Linked DNA regions of Sus scrofa: region 2 is linked to region 1. A link is a contact called in public promoter capture Hi-C data. All regions are on one chromosome and are shown on one strand. Each heading gives the region's core, a stretch centred on a gene start, on an enhancer-like site or on the middle of the called end of the contact. The rest is flanking DNA. Distances are from core to core; before and after follow the strand shown. Region 1 holds the start of HOXA4 (homeobox protein Hox-A4). Region 2 overlaps SKAP2 (src kinase-associated phosphoprotein 2).

The links. Promoter capture Hi-C pulls out the DNA fragments that hold promoters and counts their contacts.
Region 2: a promoter capture Hi-C map of fetal skeletal muscle shows a contact between it and region 1, with 13 times the contacts expected there. The contact joins the enhancer-like site here to the promoter of HOXA4 in region 1. A contact is called at or near these places in 2 of 5 promoter capture datasets (fetal liver and fetal skeletal muscle), 15 of 47 Hi-C or Micro-C datasets (adipocytes, embryonic fibroblasts, epiblast stem cells and 9 more) and 1 of 2 datasets of contacts at active chromatin or transcription factors (skeletal muscle).

The regions. Positions count from the first base shown.
Region 1 is chr18:45,441,196-45,446,152 of Sscrofa11.1, reverse strand. It overlaps HOXA4 (homeobox protein Hox-A4), which reads right to left and starts at 2,885. Exons shown (of 2, transcript XM_003134841.4): 1 at 2,110-2,885; 2 at 491-1,557. The coding sequence starts at 2,746. The coding sequence ends at 1,205. All of the region lies in intron 2 of HOXA3 (homeobox protein Hox-A3), which reads right to left.
Region 2 is chr18:45,770,803-45,775,759 of Sscrofa11.1, reverse strand. SKAP2 (src kinase-associated phosphoprotein 2) reads right to left here. Exons shown (of 15, transcript XR_002340310.1): 11 at 809-921. Among named protein-coding and RNA genes, the nearest start is that of C18H7orf71, 39 kb to the left of the region's middle. Within about 2 kb of position 2,094, at least 5 of the 83 cell types and tissues checked have an H3K27ac peak or open chromatin away from gene starts, as enhancers often do. A contact at or near this core is called in subcutaneous adipose tissue, where this site is marked.

The DNA.
Region 1 (4,957 bases), core at 1,636-4,135:
AAACAGCCAAAGAACGAAAAGCAATCTCAACCCTATGCACAAACTATTTTTTATCTCCAAGGAAACAGGCAGATTAAGTGTGAAGGTGCAATAAATTCCAAAGGGACCACTTCTTTCCAAGTGTGCTCAGAGTTCAGCATGTAGAACAGCTGCAGAAACTCCTGGGCCCACAGCACTGCACGGTTTCACCTTTCATTGCAGGGAAGGACACGTTTCTATGCCTTACAGAGACTTGAAGCCTGAAAGCCTGGCCAAGTTTGGGAAGAAGAGGAGCCCTCTCAGAGCTCAAGAGCCTTCCTGCTCTTTGGAACTCTTCCCACAGTAGGTCAAACTTGACAAGAGTTCAGCTCAAACTGAACACACTCACACAAATTGCATGGGCAGTCGGTCCAAGTGCCCACGACTCAAGCCATCCTATAGGATTTTTACATGCAAGGTCAAGTATCTAATCCAGAGAACTTTTTTAGATTAAAAGGAGAAAACACACAAATATGTCTTAGAACTTTAATGTTTTTTTTAAACAGAGTTTATTCTTAGCACATGGCTTTCTACAGAGCCACACCACAATTTGTACAGTTGCACATGGGTCTATAATGCACTTCCCCTCCCCCAAGACTGTGTCTCAGAATAAGATAACAGTATCTCCACAACAATATTTTAAATAAATTGAAAGGAAGGGAAGCTAACATGGTCACATCTACCATCGAGGTCTATACATTTTGAGAATTAAATAATCTTGTGAGGTCCACAACAATCTACTCATTTATTCAGTTCAATACAAGCTTGTATGAGCTGCCAAAATGAAGGAGGGGGAGGTAAGAAGACAGGAAAAGGGTCTGTTTTCTTCTGCTCGCCAGGAATATACATGTACATGACCCCAGTCGGCATGGGCTGTGCCGCTGACTGTACCTGTCTCAAAAGTATTTGATGCCAAGTGGTCCTTCTCAGGTACCCAAACCTGGCAGCCTTGTTCAGGCCAGCAGGTTGTTCCACCAGCCAGCATCTGGGCCATTGTCCTCTCCTGGGTGGCAACCCAGCTCACACTCTTACTGGGATAATGTCTTTCTTTTTTATTATCCTTTTCACCAAGTTGGGTATTGTTTGGGGTCTGGTGTGGTCCAGATGGGAAGGGGTGGATGGGGAAGGGGGCAGAAGAGATGAGAAAAGCAGGTGGGGGAAAGAACTGGTCTAGAGCCCTGGAGGATTAAATGGAGGAGGGAATGGGTGTGGAGGCGCCCTGATGGGGGTGAGGGTGTGGGTGCGGGTGCGGGCTCTGAGTTTGTGGTTTCCCTGGCGGGCCTGCTGAGGCTGAGGCTGAGTTGGAGGATCGCATTTTAGTGTTGGGCAGTTTATGATCTTTCTTCCACTTCATCCTCCGGTTCTGAAACCAGATCTTGACCTGGCGCTCGGACAAGCAGAGCGTGTGGGCGATCTCGATGCGGCGCCGCCGGGTCAGGTAGCGGTTAAAGTGGAACTCCTTCTCCAGCTCCAAGACCTGCTGCCGGGTGTAGGCGGTTCGGGAGCGCTTGGGCTCCCCTCCGTTATAACTGGGGTTGACTGAAAGCCCATAACCCCGATGGAGAAAGCCAAGGAAGACGGAGTGGAAGAGAGGGAAAGGAGGAGGAGAGAGAAGGTGGGGTGGGGAAGAGCAATTGGACATCATCATTATATAATAACCTGACACCAAGTTCACGCAAGATACATAAAACTGCAAAGAAAATGTTTCACAGGCTATTGACAACGGGAAACACCCGAGAGCCATAAAGAATGGTGCTGGGCATTGGGGCTGAAGAAAAGCTTCAAAGACACATGGCCTGAAGCCTCTGCCAGGGCAATTAAATTTATGGGGGCTATAATTACTGCCCTAACAGTTTGGCGTCTCGTAAATCTCCCGATAAAGGGACCCCGGGTACAAAAGGGTTCTCACGTTGGGATCTGGCGGCTGGCTGGCGCACACACACCCACGTCCCACAGTAGCTTGGGCCAGTTGGGGGCTCCCCTCCCGAGGCCCCCTTCCCCTCGGCCTCTCCCCCTAACCCCCACCCCGACCTTGGAGCCTGGGCTCGGCCCCAGCCCACCCGCCCGCGCCTCCCCGGCGGCGCCACGTACCGGCGCTGACATGGATCTTCTTCATCCAGGGGTACACCACGGGCTCCTTGCCCTTCAGGCCCGCCGGGCTCTTGTCGGCCAGGAGCAGCGGGCACGCGGGGGCGCTGCCCCCTGCGGGGACGCCCGGGGTGGCAGGAGCCGCCTGGCAGCGCCGCGGGGGCGCGGGGGCCGCCGCGCGATGCTGCGGGGGAGGCGGCGGCGGCGGCGGCGGGGGCTGCCGCCCGGGCGGCAGGACATGGGTCGCGTGCAGGCCGTGCGCGGGACCCTTGGCGTGCGCCGGGGGCTGCTCGGACTGCGGCGGCCGCCCGGGGCTAGCGCCGCCGCGGTAGCCGTAGGGGTAGGCGGCGTCGGCCGCACCGTGCGCGGGGTAGAGCGCGGCCGCGGGGTAGGAGGGCTCGCGGGCGGCCCGCGGCGCGTAGTAGGAGGCGGGGGGCTCACGGCCGCCGCCCGTGTGGGGGAGCTGGGGCTGCTGCGGCGGCAGGTGCTGGGCCGCGGGCGCTGGGGGCTGCTGGTAGCCGGGACCCCCGCCCGGGCCGCCGTCTCCGCCGCCCGGGCCGCTGTGCTGCGCGTACTCCTCGAAGGGAGGGAACTTGGGCTCGATGTAGTTGGAGTTTATCAAAAACGAGCTCATGGTCATTAATTTGTGAAGTGCAAAAATACTAATTTTTCTCGCGTTGTCGTTTTTCTGGGCTCGCCGAGGCCCCTCCCCCTCCCGCTTCGCTTCCCATCCCCCTTCCTCTGCTCCCTTCCCCTCCCCCGCTGTCAAGCGCCCACCCCTCCCCCTCCCTCCGCCGCCGACGCCGCCAAAGTTCGCGCTCCTCCCCCGCCCGCGCCCGCGCGCGCGCTCCGTCGCGACCCCGCGCGCGCCCCGCCCAGGACCTCCACGTGATCCGCCCCCTCCAATGTGCGCGCCGCGCGCGCGGACCCGGATCAGGAAGCGCGCCGGCGGGTGATGGATGCTGGTGTCCCGCTCTGAGCAGAGGGGGGTAGCTGGCGCTTGGGTCCTCCAACCCCGCCCCCACGCCCCAACTTTGAGTCCCTGTGGGAATTTGGGAACCAGAGGCTTCTGGTTCTCTCAGATGCCCAGACTGGGCCCCATGCGTGCCCTACTCCGGGCTAGGCCTCGGGGCAGCCAGGCGGCCGCGGCCCAGCGCTGACCTCGGGGCCCAGCCTAGCCTGACCTGGCGGCCTCCTGGGCTCGAGGCCGCCTGGGGGAGGGAATGGTGCCAGGACTAAGGGGGTGTCCTGTTTTTTATCCGGGCCCTGGAATGAGGCCAACTGACCGGTTTTCTTACCAGCTGATTCCCTTCCCCACGTCAGGCTCGCTGTGTCCGGGGCCCCCCGACGTTCCCTGTTTGAGAAGCCATGCACGAGCCAAAAAGGGTGGGTGGGTGAGCAGCTGAGAGAAATCGGCCCCAGGAAATAAAGCAAAGCTATTCCAATATAACCGAATGAACACTTTTCTTTCTTTCTTTTTCTATTTTTTAGAAGCAGAATCTATTTGGTTGTTTCCCTAAGAAAAACGAGAACCTTCTAATAGCATCTCATTTGATGGAAGTGGCATTCAGAATTAAACATGCTCGAATTTAATAGGTGCAATTGTGAGAGAGACGATGGGGATGGATAGAAGCGACGATGCCGCCACAAAATACAGCATGGAAACCAACATCTTCCTACTAAAGAACACTCCCCAAACAAAAACAAGCTAAGGATAGCACAGGCATTGTGCCACCGGTCTTTTCCCGCTGAGAATGTTTTTGTCTCAGCTTTTCCAGACTGACACGAAAAGGTATATTTAAGAACAGTCTAGAGTTTCTGAATTACTGAAAGTTAGCATATTAACGACATCGGCAGCTCTGGAAAGTAGAGAAAGAGGACTTTTGCCTGCCATTTGGTCATTGAAATATGATGGGTCAATTAACTGCCGTTATTGACAAATGAATTACATATTAATTATACCTAATGTTGATCTCTGAAGTAAATACTGATGCCTTACACGATCGTAGTGTGTACTTTCCGTTTCCTTTTCTAACAGACACACCTAGATCCTACTTTTCATCGCAGATTAAAGCAGTGCAAACTAGCATAGTCTCGATTCTAAAAATACTTTCATATGGGCAAGCAAAGCAAAGATTTTTCAGCTGGTGCACCTTAGTTGATTTTTTCAAAGAACAGTATAAACAGCCTTCTCACAACTAAGTCTGGAAAGCAGACAAGGAAAGTTATAGCTTAAGTCTGGAGACACTTCAAAAGGAATGTCAGTTCTATCTTCATTTATATCGGTTACTCATAGGAGTTACTAAATGCTGGAATATATCCATTTGATGGATAGTCATTTAATGCTTAGCCACATAAAGCCTATTATATGGGACTAATCTTTAAACTAATTTAGGAAAAGAGGTTAAAAAAGGGATCATGTTAGCTTTCTAACTGCAATCACCCTGAAGTGGTACAAAGAGGTTTTCCACATTGGATGTGTGTCTGTGAAGAGTGCTGTCCATCGACATGGGGCACCTTGAAAAATTTTTAAAATGAAATCTGAGCCACAGAGAGAAATCAACACTGAATGTAATCTTTAGACATCCTCTCTAGGCTCGGGGGGAAAATCCAGTCTGTGATACAGTTGCCTAAACCAATATCTCTCTACAGCAGGAAAAATAATATATACACATATATGCCATATAACGTGAGTAATACACATACACACACACACACACACGATGTAATTTACAAAACTGAGCTCTCTAAGCTTCAGGGAGGAAAAAACATGACAAGGAAATTTTGCCCCTCTCCTCATGTCATCGGCCTTGAGTACTAGGGTCTTAACCATGTCTGTTCAATATTATTT
Region 2 (4,957 bases), core at 845-3,344, 330 kb before region 1:
AACATTTCTCTACTTAGATTTAAACAGTTTCCATACATCATTTGTTTCTAAAGCAGCCTCATGAAATAGATTGGGGCAGGTATTTTTTAATCCTCATATTATAGTAGGCACAGTTATGACAGGAAAATTAAAGGAGCCCACACATGTCATTAGAAGTATATTCAATTAAGAAACTTGACTTTTAGATCTAAGGACAGAAAGATTTTGAATAATCCAGAATCTTAAGAGGCAGGGACAATGATTTTTTTATAGGTGAGGATGAGTTCACAGCAACATACTTTTCTATTATGTTTACAATTACAATTATGTTAAACTTTTTAAAAAATGACAGAAACCTGTCTGAAAAGTATTGCTCTTAAATTGTCGGAACACCCAATGTATTTACATAAAGATGAAAAACTTGTTCTATAAACACAGTGTTTCCAGTAGTGAATGGCAGACAAAATCAGAATAAGCACACAGAAGAATAAAAAGGAAGAGGAAAGAAAAACATAACAAATAACCTAATACCTTACAATGTTAACTTTCACATAAGTACATTGTTTCTGGAGAAGGCAGTGTGTGGATGGGAGCCAAAGGCTGAAGTGATAGGTAAACACACTGTTAAGTTGAATCCTGTTATCTGATTGTGTTCAAAATTTGATTACATTTCACTTGACAAAATAATTAATTATTGTGAACTCCCAATTGTTACCAAGGACCTAGAAGAATTCCAACTGGCATTTTCCCCAGTGCTGCAAATCCAAATGCATGAAAATCCAGCTTTGCAGTCACCCTTTACAGGTGTCATTTTGGGAGAACTGCTTACCTTGCTTAGAATGTAAATCACATCACCACGTTTAAATGACAGTTCATCGGAAAGATCTCCTGTGCAGTCCCACAAACCCTGGTAAAAATTAGCATAGTCTGTGCTTTTATCTCCTAGGAAGAAGAAGAAGGAGAAAACAAAAATTAGAGCTTTCCTGTAATGGGCCCTCATTTAAAACTGAACCAACAGCAAGTAAAGGGCCACCCCAAATCACCAAAATGGTCTCCTTCAAAGAACAGTTCATGACATCCACACGAGAACCCTACTTTGGGCTACCAGCTAATTCAGGACCATTTTCAAAAAGATCTGATTTCGAATGCCTCTTTTTTTCCTCTCTCCCTTTCTTGTTTTTACCTAACACTTGTAACTGCAACATGTTTCTTCAAACCCGCACCTAAAAGTTCCTTCCCATTTATTTTACATAACAGACCTAAGCCCACTTGCTTGCTCTGGGAAGAGTCAGCCATCCTGCATAATGAGCAGCAGCCATGAGATGTGATAAACTTGTTGTGAAAGAAGCAGCTTACAGAATCTGGGACATGTCATAAAATAATAACAAAGGACCTGAGGTACAAACACAACCAAACAAGGTAACAAAAAAGCTTATTTTTTTTTTTTAAATTCTAAAACATAAAACTGGCTAAAGGAAGAGAATAAAGTGAAAGTAATCCGAGGGACAATTCCAGCTCTTGTCTTTAGGGACTTGTGTACCCAAAGCCTCTCCAAGTGATTTCTAAAATATTTTAGGAACTTTGAAATCGCCAGTGCCAAAGCTGCATTTTTCATGATTTCTGTCAGCCCCAGTTTACGACATTAGGCTCTGAATAAACATGCAACATACACTGGAGTTATCAGCTCATCCTTCTAACAGCATAAGCACAATGGATGTGATGTGCTCAAACTGCCATACAGACCATTAACTGATTGATTATTTAGCGCTCTCGCTCTGTAATACCACAATAAACTGGGTAATAAATGCTTTGTCACTTATACAATGTGGGTCTCCTGAAACACAGCATAGAGTTAAATACACTGGATGCTTTTGTTACACTGAAAACCGTTTCCTGTTTTTAATTTCATGATAATTGAGTTTTGATGAGTTAACACAAAAAGAATGCAAGTAACATCAATAAGATGTCCGTGTATTCACTAACCAGGCAGAACATACACGTGCTGACAACTTCCGTCACTGGAATGTCATCTTTGAATTCTGAGGGGATAGCTGCGGAGACACATGCTGGATTGGGGTTGTCATCTTAGTTCTGTTCTATGGCTCTCAAACAGCAGGCTCCTTGGCAAGTCCCACACAACCAGTCACACTAGCGGGTCCTGAGGACGTTTGTCTTATTACACATGGTTTGTGAATTACTCAACGTGTTAAGTTTATTAGAAATTTCAAAAATTCTCTTTAGTATCTGAAACATTCTTTAAAGCTGAAAAGAAAATCTGAACAATGCAGGGTCTGTTTGTTTAAGAAATAAGACGCTGATTTTCAATTATATTTTTAAGAAAATAAACAAGGACCAGAATACTCAATCGAGTGAAATCCTTCTATTAATTTTTTTCTCTTATTTTCGAAGAATTAACAGAATATTTTCTATTAATTTTTTTCTCTTATTTTCGGAGACAGGGAGGAGAGGGAAGGAAGGGGGCAGAGAGAGACAGACACCTTATTGACTTCTCCACTCTAGCATCTGAGCGCTCATCACAGAAGCCAGCAGGGACCTACACAAGCCTGGGAATCCAACCAAGAGCTAAGAATGCCCGTGGCCATCGTACATTACATTTCCCCACCCCCTCCAAGCATCTATTATGTAAATTCTATGAATGGACACTAGAGGGCGCTCTGGCTGGACGGATCATGCCAAACATTGTCAATTCTTTTTTAGAAAAAAATTACTTAATAATAAAGTGACTGATTTCCTTTAAAAACCACTTATTTAGACAAATAGAGATTTAGAAGTTGAAACATTCTAGTCAGATTAAATCAACTGCTAACTGGGTCAAATGTTGCGCCCCATGCAGTCTGTCAGTGTCAGTTTAAAAGTCAAGGAATTAGAGCAAAGAGAGGATGACATCATTTCACATGCGAGGCCCTCCCCGCCTCAGTCACTGGCCAGGAGGTAAAAGGATCTAAATGGCTGGGCTCCCCAGTCGAGGCTCCTGTGTGCTCCCCATGCTGCTCAGCCTCAGGCTTGACTCCAAAAGGTTGAAGAAACACAACTTGGGCTAAAACCTAGAGAAGTTTTGGCTTAGCTCGAGCATCCCAGTGGGTTCTTCAGCTGTTCACCTGCTCTTTCCTTTTTCAGATTCTCTCACAATGGTTTTTCATTCAGTAGATTTTTTTTTAAGAGGTGTGGGGAAGAAGGAAGGAAAAGAAAAGTAAATGGTGATTCTAACACATAATCGCAGCACTTTGGGGTCTCTCTCCCCCTCGATTCGCTTGGTGAAACTCCCATTAACACTAATGGGAGTTATAGGAGCACAGGAGGGAAGGGAGACCCCCACCGTGTGCAAGATGCATCTCTCCCTAGATGTGCATCCCGGGCATTTCATTAAATCTCATGGCTGCAAAGAGGCAACAGAGCCAGCGATCTGGCAATCCTGGGAAAAAGATGCATTTTCTACTGTGATTTCTACAATCTTGATGATGATGTTACCCAAAGACCAGCCTCATTTCTGTGTCCCCCATGTGAGCTCTGTTAAAAAAATTAGGTTGTTCAGATCACATGGTTACCTGTAAACACAATTTACTATTCTATCTACTTCAGCGTGCAATGTAAGTTATGATGCAGAAGAAGCAGCTGGGGAGAAAACCTCGCCATGTATGTTTATTGGCCTTGGTCTCCTCAGGAAAGCGATGTCAAATTCTTCATATGAATTTCTAGACAAAAAAATTAAGAATTATCTTGTTCCTTAGAGAGCAGCAAGCTCCTCTGGTTTACCTTTCTAAATTTCAAGTGTGCCTAAAATACACAAAAAATTGAATCGTTACAGCCTTAGAAGCACAGAGGGGTCACAAAAGTTAACGCTAAAACTGAAAACTAATCCCTGTGAGCTGTGTTTTTTAAAAACAACAATGGCAAAAAAATTAGGATGGGCTATAATGTCATAAACCACAGATAAGATTACAATCTGGGTTTAAAGGTTTCATTGTCTTTACTGCATGAACTAATTTTCCTATTCTGTCCACATCATGATCTATGTTTTCAAAATTACCCCCCCCAACCTTTTTCATTACGTTTCTTGTCCTGAGAGGCACATGTGGTTAAAAAAGGTAAAAAAGGAAAAAAATATTGTGAAGGATAGAAACAATGTAATTGCTCCTGTAAGTTAAACGTGCAAAACCAGATCATTGGGCAATGATAACAGAACTGTTATGAAAGTATAAGCTAAACACTGGAATACTTACTTTTGCCAAAATGAAAAGATTTTTAAAACATGAAGGCAGGAGTTCCCGTCGTGGCGCAGTGGTTAACGAATCCGACTAGGAACCATGAGGTTGCGGGTTCGGTCCCTGCCCTTGCTCAGTGGGTTAAGGATCCGGCGTTGCCGTGAGCTGTGGTGTAGGTTGCAGACGCGGCTCGGATCCCAAGTTGCTGTGGCTCTGGCGTAGGCCGGTGGCTACAGCTCCGATTCAACCCCTAGCCTGGGAACCTCCATATGCCGCGGAAGCGGCCCAAGAGATAGCAACAAAAACAACAAAAAGACAAAAAAAAAAAAAAAAAAAAAAAAAAAAACATGAAGGCAGTGGATGACACATGCAGAAATAAGATAATAGGGAATCTCTCCTTGGGTCGCGTTATAGGTTTAAGAACGATTTTAGAAAGGTATGCATGGTGCACAATGTTCAAAAATAGAAAATGGAATCTTTATTTTTATATATATAAAATATATGCAGGTTATATAAGCTTGAACATGAAAGAAGTTTTAAGAAATACAAGATTAATTTTGTTTTTGCTTACATGTTTTACATTAGAAGAGTCTGAAAACAATTTTTTTAGCAAAATCTGATGTGAAAAATAAAGAACATTCTTGAGTAAGGTTAGAAGTTCACATCATGTGATGCTCAGCAAGATAGTAATACCCTTGTCAACTCACTGCCCTGCCCGGCAAACAAACTTCTAGTGTTACGTCTTTGACAGCCTG